2 separate regions of the Drosophila melanogaster genome follow, and region 2 is linked to region 1. Evidence: chromatin contacts called from public Hi-C data. All regions are on one chromosome and are shown on one strand. The core of a region is the stretch at or near the end of the contact, and the rest is flanking DNA. Distances in the headings are between cores, read along the strand shown. Region 1 holds the start of lncRNA:CR44331 (long non-coding RNA:CR44331). Region 2 holds the start of lncRNA:CR46035 (long non-coding RNA:CR46035).

Region 1 (3,996 bases), core at 1,191-3,690:
AAATATTTGACAGAGATTAGCCTCCTATAATGTCAGCCTAATCTTGGAAAAATAATATTAAATTCTGAGGAAGCTAGAGCTCCCCGAATTCAGTCGGAGAATCCGTGTTACGCTTAGTCATCATCTTGGCGATTTGCGATTGCCAATTGCTAAACGTGACTTGTTATTGGATGCCTGGCGGCTTTTTCCGCGGTCAGCGGGCTCATTTGTGGATTTTGCATAACGGTTTTCGTCTGGCTTCCAGTCGCCTTTCTTCTTTGGATCTGCTTGGAAAATTCGTTATTGACTTTTTGGTTTGCCCCTTTTTTTTGGCTTGTTGTGTTGTGTGTGTGCTCTTGGCATTTCGTGCTGCCCTCAGCGCTTTTTCCACACAACCAAGCGCACTATACAAATTGTTAATTTTAAATGAAAATAATAATATGTAGCCGCCTGCTTCACTGAGACGCAAAAAAGGGGGCACGAGGTGGGAACGAGGAGAGAACTTTAGCCGTGGAATATAATGCTGACGTCAATCGCATTTTTCCATTTCCATTTTCTATGTCCAAAGCTGTTCATCAAGTATTTTTGTTTTGCTTTTTTTATACACATATGTATGTATATATATTTTTTTTCATCCAAGCTAATGTCTTGGCACGTGTGCACGAGCTTTGTCGTTCTTATTGCTGCTTTTGTTTCTAGGTATTATTAATGTTTTTTGTAGCGTCTGTGGTTTAAGTAGTGCAAATATTTCATTTAAAACAAGCGCGAGAAAAAAAGTGTGGGCGGGTATGAGCGACCGACGACCTCCAAACTAGACGTCTCTAAAAAGTGATATTATTGTTCTACACAGCCACGGATTGTATCGTACTCGGTTTTCAAAGCATATGCTTAATTTTAAATGCCTTTGACCCTATTTTAAGTAAATATGAGTATTTGTTGGATTATATTTCAGTACCTTGAATGAACAGGCCAAATTCGTAAAAGAAACTATGTGTATGAAATGGATCCTAGACCTTATTCATATTATAAATTGAATTACAGGTTAAATAAAGTTATTTTATTTTAAAATCAGCAATAATCCTTCTTCATAAAATAAAGTTAAAAGGCTCAATGTGCCATTTTAATCTTTGTTATAATCTTAAGTTAATAGCTAATTTGGAGTAAACCGTAAAAAATTTCAAAGCAAAGCTCAAGTCAAAGTAATTTCCAACGTGGAATACATGTACATATCTATCCAACTCCCTCGCTCCCATGGAGGCAATTGGGGTGCGTTGATAAGGAGCAATGCTCCTTCCACCTCAAAAAGTTTTTGTTGTGACTTCTCCTACGCTTATCCATTCGCCTCTCTTCATCGCCTCCTTCGCTCCTTCCGTCCTCTGTCCCTTCTTCTTCTTGGTCGTCGCATTGTTGTTGCTGTTGCGTGTTGGCGTTGGCAGACAGCATGGCGGCAGCGGCGTCGTCGTCGCATTGTTGTTGCTGCCGTAACTGTGTTGCGACTTTGGCCACACTGAAAAACATAACTGATAGAAATAAGGATTTGAAAAAAAATTACTCTTTTAGTTCACACCTACTCATTTAGTTCCACCTGAGATTTGGTGCTTCAATATTTTTTAAAACGTAAGATGGTATAATATTCTGTCTAATCTTAACGAAACGCCTGAGTTACTTGAAAGCTATAGCCTTGCGAAGGTCGATCTTTGTAGATAAAAGTTTATCATAGAGTAAACTCGGTAGAATATGATAATAGGAGCCACAACTATAGCCGTTTTTGTCGGTGCAGACAAGTTTGCACGGGCAATGGAAACTTTATGCAGATTGCAGCACCAACAACAAGGCTAGCTAACCCAACCAGCCAACCGCAAACGTCCTTTCTGATAAGGGTTGTGTCGTCGACGCGCCTCCTGCGCTGCCCGAGTGTTAATGTATTTTTGGCCACCACTGTGCCCTGGCTCGATGATGACTCATCGCCATTACGTTTCGTTGTTCGTTCACAATGCAATGTGGAACACAGAGAGCGAGATGGCGAGAGAGTGGGTGGGCGATAGGTGGTGGTGGGTGGGTGGATGGATGGATGGTTGGGTGAACGGTACAGCCGCATCGATTTTTCTGTTGGCTTCTTATTGTTGCTATTTATTGCGCCGCCAACGGCACTTCTCACCCCTCTCTTTTCCTCCGGCGCTGTTTCGTTTTGGCATATGTTCTATTTTTGTAAACATTTCGGTTCCTGTTCATGAGTCATCGATTTGGTTTTTTCTTCTTTTAGTGGGTTATCCTTGTGCGTGCGGCCTCGGCTGTTGGTGTTTTATGGTCGTTGTTGTTGTTGTGGATTTCAGGTGCGGGGCGCAGCAACAGCTGGTTAATATCGCTTCCTCTCTCGCTTGCCTGCGCTCTTTATTTTATTTGCATCTGTCGGATCAGAATCCTTGGTTCAGACTTCTTTTGACCGCTACACAGAAAGAAATCTAAGTAACAAATTTTTAAAATGGGATTAAAGCTTTAAAAAAATTTTAAAGTGTGCTTCTATTAATTGTTGCTCCTTAACTTCGCCGCTTTTATACATGCTTAAGTATTATTTTTATAAATGCTCTACCTCTCTCGCTCACTCACACCCGCGCAGCAACACATTAGTACTCAGGCACGAAGTAACGGTGGGTGGGGAGACGGACAAGAGAAAGAAGAAGCAAAAGGAGGTGGCGGCGGCGGCGGGAAAGAAGAAGCAGGGAAAAGTATACGTACAATTTTGTACTGAGTGCATGAGTCATGATTTCGCTTCTCTGTTTGTGTTTGTGAGTTTGTGTGTATTTGCCCCGGCCTTTTGCGCATTCGTTTTTGGTTTGCCGTCGTCACCTTATGCCTATTATTATTGTTTTATTTCGCCTGAATATATGCTGATCCCCTTCTTAGTGAGCTTCCTCTTCTACCGTACAACTTATGATTTCTCATTGTTCCGCTGCTTTTCGTTTTCCATTCATTATAACAGCACTTTGTGTGCGCGGGGGTGGCGGGGTGTTGGGGGATGTGGGGAAAGAGGAAGCACCGCTATTTTGAAGCAGAGCTTAAAATGAACTCAACGCCGGCAGAGGCAGCGGCAGTGGCAGCGGCACCGGCAGAGGCTCATTAGGCGACGGTAGAGTTCGAGGCCCCAATTGTTGTTGTAGTTGTAGTTGTCGGATAATGCTAATGTCATTATGCTGTGTCATTAACATGAACGATAAACCAAACCGAGCCACTTGGCCTAGAAAGCAATCAAAGCCTCAATTGTCAGGAAATTGAGCGGTATTTCAATCGGTAGTATTCGCTCTATTTTACTTGTAATGGAGATTTAAGCGTTACAAGGATTTTTCAGATATCCCAAAAAGTTAAGAACTAAAAAATTAAAGACCAATTTACTAATAACAAATGAAATTTGCATCTATTTCTGTACATATGTATGCAATGTTTTGTTTCATAAACCAAGAAAAAGAGGTAAAATCTTACTTCCTTCAAGGTATCTGACATTTTTAAACACAAGGCCATAATTATAAACAAACGTTCCGCTTAAATTGGCCAAGAATACCAGATGCTGAGGTAAATAAACATAATAGCAAGGTTTAAATTCGAAATAGAGATCTCTCACAGCAATGCTCGATCTATTATCTATTATCTATTATCTAGGGGCTTTCTAGCCGATTCCACATCCTTTCCTACGATTGCCATCCAATTTGTCAACTTATCGCCGCGATGTCTGTACTGACTGTACCCATATTATTTGCGCGCCAAGCTATCAAGTTATCAAGCCGTCAACTTTTATCTGCCAACGACGGAGAGGCCTCTTTGGCGAACTAACTTAATCTACAACGGAGCATACAAACACACATATGTACATATATAGATTTGTATATATACGGTTACAGGTTACGTTTACGGGGCATTCGAAGTACAATTACGGGTTGTGGACACACGGTCGTAGAAGCAGCTAAGCAAACTGAAAGCTGAGGCCCCTCGAGAACATTTGGCGATAGTCACATTCTATATACA
Region 2 (3,859 bases), core at 9-2,508, 9.6 Mb after region 1:
AACTCGGGGATATCATAAAAATGAAAACAAGAGGGAAGGGCCAGGCCAACGCATGCAACCCGCATTCTGAAATACCCTAGCTGAAAGGTTTTGCCATTCCAATTAGTAAGTTTCAAGCTAGTAGGATGATGCGTTGTAAAGATTACGCTCTATCGTCATAGATTAAAAAAAAAACAGTTCCATTAAAAATTGCAGGAAAGCAATATTCCTAATAAGCACCGTTGTAAGAGTGTTTAACTAGCTATAACTATTTATCTAGTTAAAAGTATTAGTATTTTAAAGCAACTAAACCTTTTGCTAAGAATACCACTCAAGTAGCACAAATTATAATGCCCCACTGCAAAGGGTGAAAACCTCAAAAACTGAAGCAATGAGAATGCGAAACAAACAAAAAAATAGTTCACCACCACATCCCGCATAGTCTCAGTCTCAGTCCCAGTACCCGCCGTCGTCTCCATTCTCGCAATCTCCACCCCCTCAAGTGCAATGGTTGGTTTTCATTATGCACAGCTTGTTCGCCGGATCGGAGGGGTTTAACCTCAGAGCCAGGGAACGAGATACTATATATATATATATATGTATATAAAGAACAGAGCACAGCTGAGCGACAGCCAGTCCGACTGTCGCTCATTAGACATCCATCCTCCACCTCCCAGTGTGGGAGAGGGTCGGTCTACGTCTCCATCTGCATCTGCATCTGCGTCTGGGTCTGGGGTCTGGATCTGTTTCTGATTCTGAATCCGATTCTGGGTCCGAGTCCGCTCGGATCCATGCTCATGCAATTTCTGTTTGCGCTTGCTGGAAATTTTATGAGCGAATCGAAAGTTTGTGCAATTGTGTTGAGTGTGCATGGCGCACATTGCACAAGGCAACCCAGACAGTACCACAAAACGCAGATGAACATACAGTCCAACTTCCCTGTGTTGATCTACAAATCGAATCATACTGAATAATTACAGATTCCTGGAATTATGATTAAGATCTAAGAAGTAGTAGTACATAAGTTTTACTCATTATTTTCTATTGAATCCAAATCATGAATTAATCAGAAATTATATTTTTAACCAAAATGTTATGGAAATCAAGCATTTCGAAAATTATAGCAATAATCAACCATCTGAAGTCCTTAGGGAATTCTTGGGTTTTTTTTTTGTTCATGATAAATAGTTCGAGTTATAGAAGTTCGACTGTATATAGAGAACAAATACTCGCATATTCGTTTATTCGTATACCAGCAGCAGAAGTCGCTTTGGATCTGCTCGGTTCGGTTGGGTTTGGTTCGCTTCGTTTTGTTTCGTACCGTTTCGTTTGCTCGTTGGCTGCTTTTGCCAGCGGAGCAGCAGTCAGTCGGTGGCCCCAATCCTTGCCCCGCACCTTCCGCCCTCATCCACTTACAATATGGCAAACTAACAGACTGTCAGACTGACTGGCAATCCGACGCAGCAACAGAGCAACAGACCAACAGCCACTGGCAGCAGTAAAAGCGAAAAAACGAACAACGAACGAACAACAACAGCCAACGTTGGCAGTCAACCACTTTGAGTGCTCAGACAAATGTCCCATTAATCGCACACTGGGCTCCAACCGAAAACACACGGCCCAGAGTCGCAGCCAGAGCTGCCAGAACCGGCAAGAGCCAGAGCCACAGCCACAGCCAGGGCAATAGCTAAAGCAAAAGCCAAAGCCATAGCCAGAGCCAGAGCCAGGCCAGACCAGACCAAAGCGATCCAATCCGACCGACCCTACTCGACTCAACTCGACTCGTTTCGAGCAACGTTTCGATTCGTTCGTGGTGTGTATCCAAACGAGTGAACTGAAAAACAAGCGCACAATCACACGACTCTCTGTATGTATAAAATTTGTATGCGTTCGAAACGAGGCAGTACACTGAAACATAAGCTGGGCGGCCTTTTGATAGGATATTATAAAGAACCATTACCTTGCCATTTTCATTAAATTATTGTTTCTGATCAAGTCACTCATCAAAAGACTGAACTTTGGCCTAAGATTCCAAACCCAGAGTAATCATATATTTCTTTCAAAGAATTCTTCTCTGTGCATCAGCGCCAACTGAAATGAACGTTCTTTTTATTTCGACTTTATTTTTGCCTTTTTTACTGGCTGCGCCGCCTGTTAAAATGAAAAACGATGATGATGCCGCCGCCGCCGCCGCTGCTGCTGCCAACAATAACAACAACGACAACGCAGCAGAGTCGCAGGCACAGCAATGAGTGGAGCACTAAAATCCCAGCAACAACGGACGAAGAAAAACCGGCAAAATTGTTCATTGGCAGTTGGAAGGCACCATAATGAAGGGGCACAGGGCACGGGGAAGATGGGGGGACCCGGTTGCGGAAAGGCCGTGCCATGTGGCTCTGGGGCTTTTGGGCTCGCAATCGCAATAGCAATAGCAATGGCATTCGCATGCCGGTGGTTTGAGTTTGGGCCCAAAGCCCCAACCGTGTGCACTGCACCACAGACAATTTCGGCTGGCATTAAATGAATGCAGCAGTTGTGTGCTGCTGGCGGCTGGCTGGCCCGCAAATTTCAGATGCTGATAGGCATACAGATAGATAGTCATGCCAATTGCCCACAGAGCAGAGAGAATATGACGCAGAACAGTCGACTTGAAATAAGTTTCTAAACTAGGACACGTCGATGGGGCTGGCTGTGTGCTCTTGAAAATCAATGGGACTGCCACCAGCCACTGGGTGGCTTAAATAACACGCTATATAGAAAAGGTGTCCCAACTGCCGCAGAAAGAGGAAAGCGGCGGCTAAAAGCCATCAGTAGTTAAATATTATTGCTGGCAGTTGGCTTTTGTTCAGCAACACACGGCGAATTTAAAGCGGCTTACAAAATGCAATTCGAAATCGACCAGCTTAAATAACAATGGACGGGCGGCAGGGACTTCCCCCGACTTTGGAAGTTTGGAGTGGCTTAAAACCAGCATTGGCTGCGGCTGATTACAGTTTTCGTTCGGTTTCGGCTCGTTTTCAGTTGGTTTCAGTGTTGAATTGGCCAGAAACGCGGATTTAACCTTGCAACACCCAATTAAAACGCAAAGGAAAACCGATTGGTTTGATTTTGTAAAGTGTTTTGAGTGCACTGGGTTGAGACAACAAATATACTATATTATATTGACATACGTTCGCTTTTCATTTTGGCATCCAATGGAACTTTTGGTTATGAAAGTGATGTGGTGAATTGAATAATTCAACGTTTCGTATACATCCAAATCGAATACATTCGGTTATGACGCAGGAAAATGGGAAATTAAGATTTGGTTAGGGGTCTTAAGGTGAAGGGATAATAGGATAGTTGGCAGTTATATATGACTTCCCATCTCTTAAGATCTTGGGAGGAGAGTTTATGGCCACCTCAATTATCGCTAATGATATGGATCGATGGCGGCTGAAGAGGACCTGAGTTGATGAGAGTACACATAAAATGTAAACAACCCGCTATACAACAACGGCAACAAGAACAACATCGACGACGCGAAGGAGATGGAGGTGAAGCAAGAACAAGAACAACAATGACCTTGGCATTGACCCAAATATATGGTAACAGACGCTTTGTGTGTGATCTTGAGTGTAGTCATGCGAGTGTGTTGGTTGCATATACATGCCACATACCAAAATATAAAGGGAATGAGGGGGAAAAAACCGAAATACGAAATAAAGAAATGTGGTATGGGGCACAGGAGGATTGTCGACCGTGCAGAGCAATGTGCGAGGGCGATGGGGGATTGCGGGTGGAACAGGGGCAGGGGACTCGCAGGAGAAAGGGGAGCAGGGACAGCCACGACGGCCGCGGACATGCTGAATGAATAAATGGGGTACAAAGTAAACGCACA

What was found. Hi-C and Micro-C count contacts between places; a contact is called where the count stands out from the background.
Region 2: a Hi-C map of the Kc167 cell line shows a contact between it and region 1, with 3 times the contacts expected there. A contact is called at or near these places in 3 of 107 Hi-C or Micro-C datasets (the Kc167 cell line, the S2 cell line and embryo).

What each region holds. Positions count from the first base shown.
Region 1 is chr3R:8,111,563-8,115,558 of dm6, forward strand. lncRNA:CR44331 (long non-coding RNA:CR44331) reads right to left here and starts at 2,441. Exons shown (of 2, transcript NR_125107.1): 1 at 1,547-2,441; 2 at 1,137-1,486. All of the region lies in intron 3 of puc (puckered), which reads left to right.
Region 2 is chr3R:17,702,437-17,706,295 of dm6, forward strand. It overlaps lncRNA:CR46035 (long non-coding RNA:CR46035), which reads left to right and starts at 1,259. Exons shown (of 1, transcript NR_133415.1): 1 at 1,259-3,145. All of the region lies in intron 4 of osa (osa,), which reads right to left.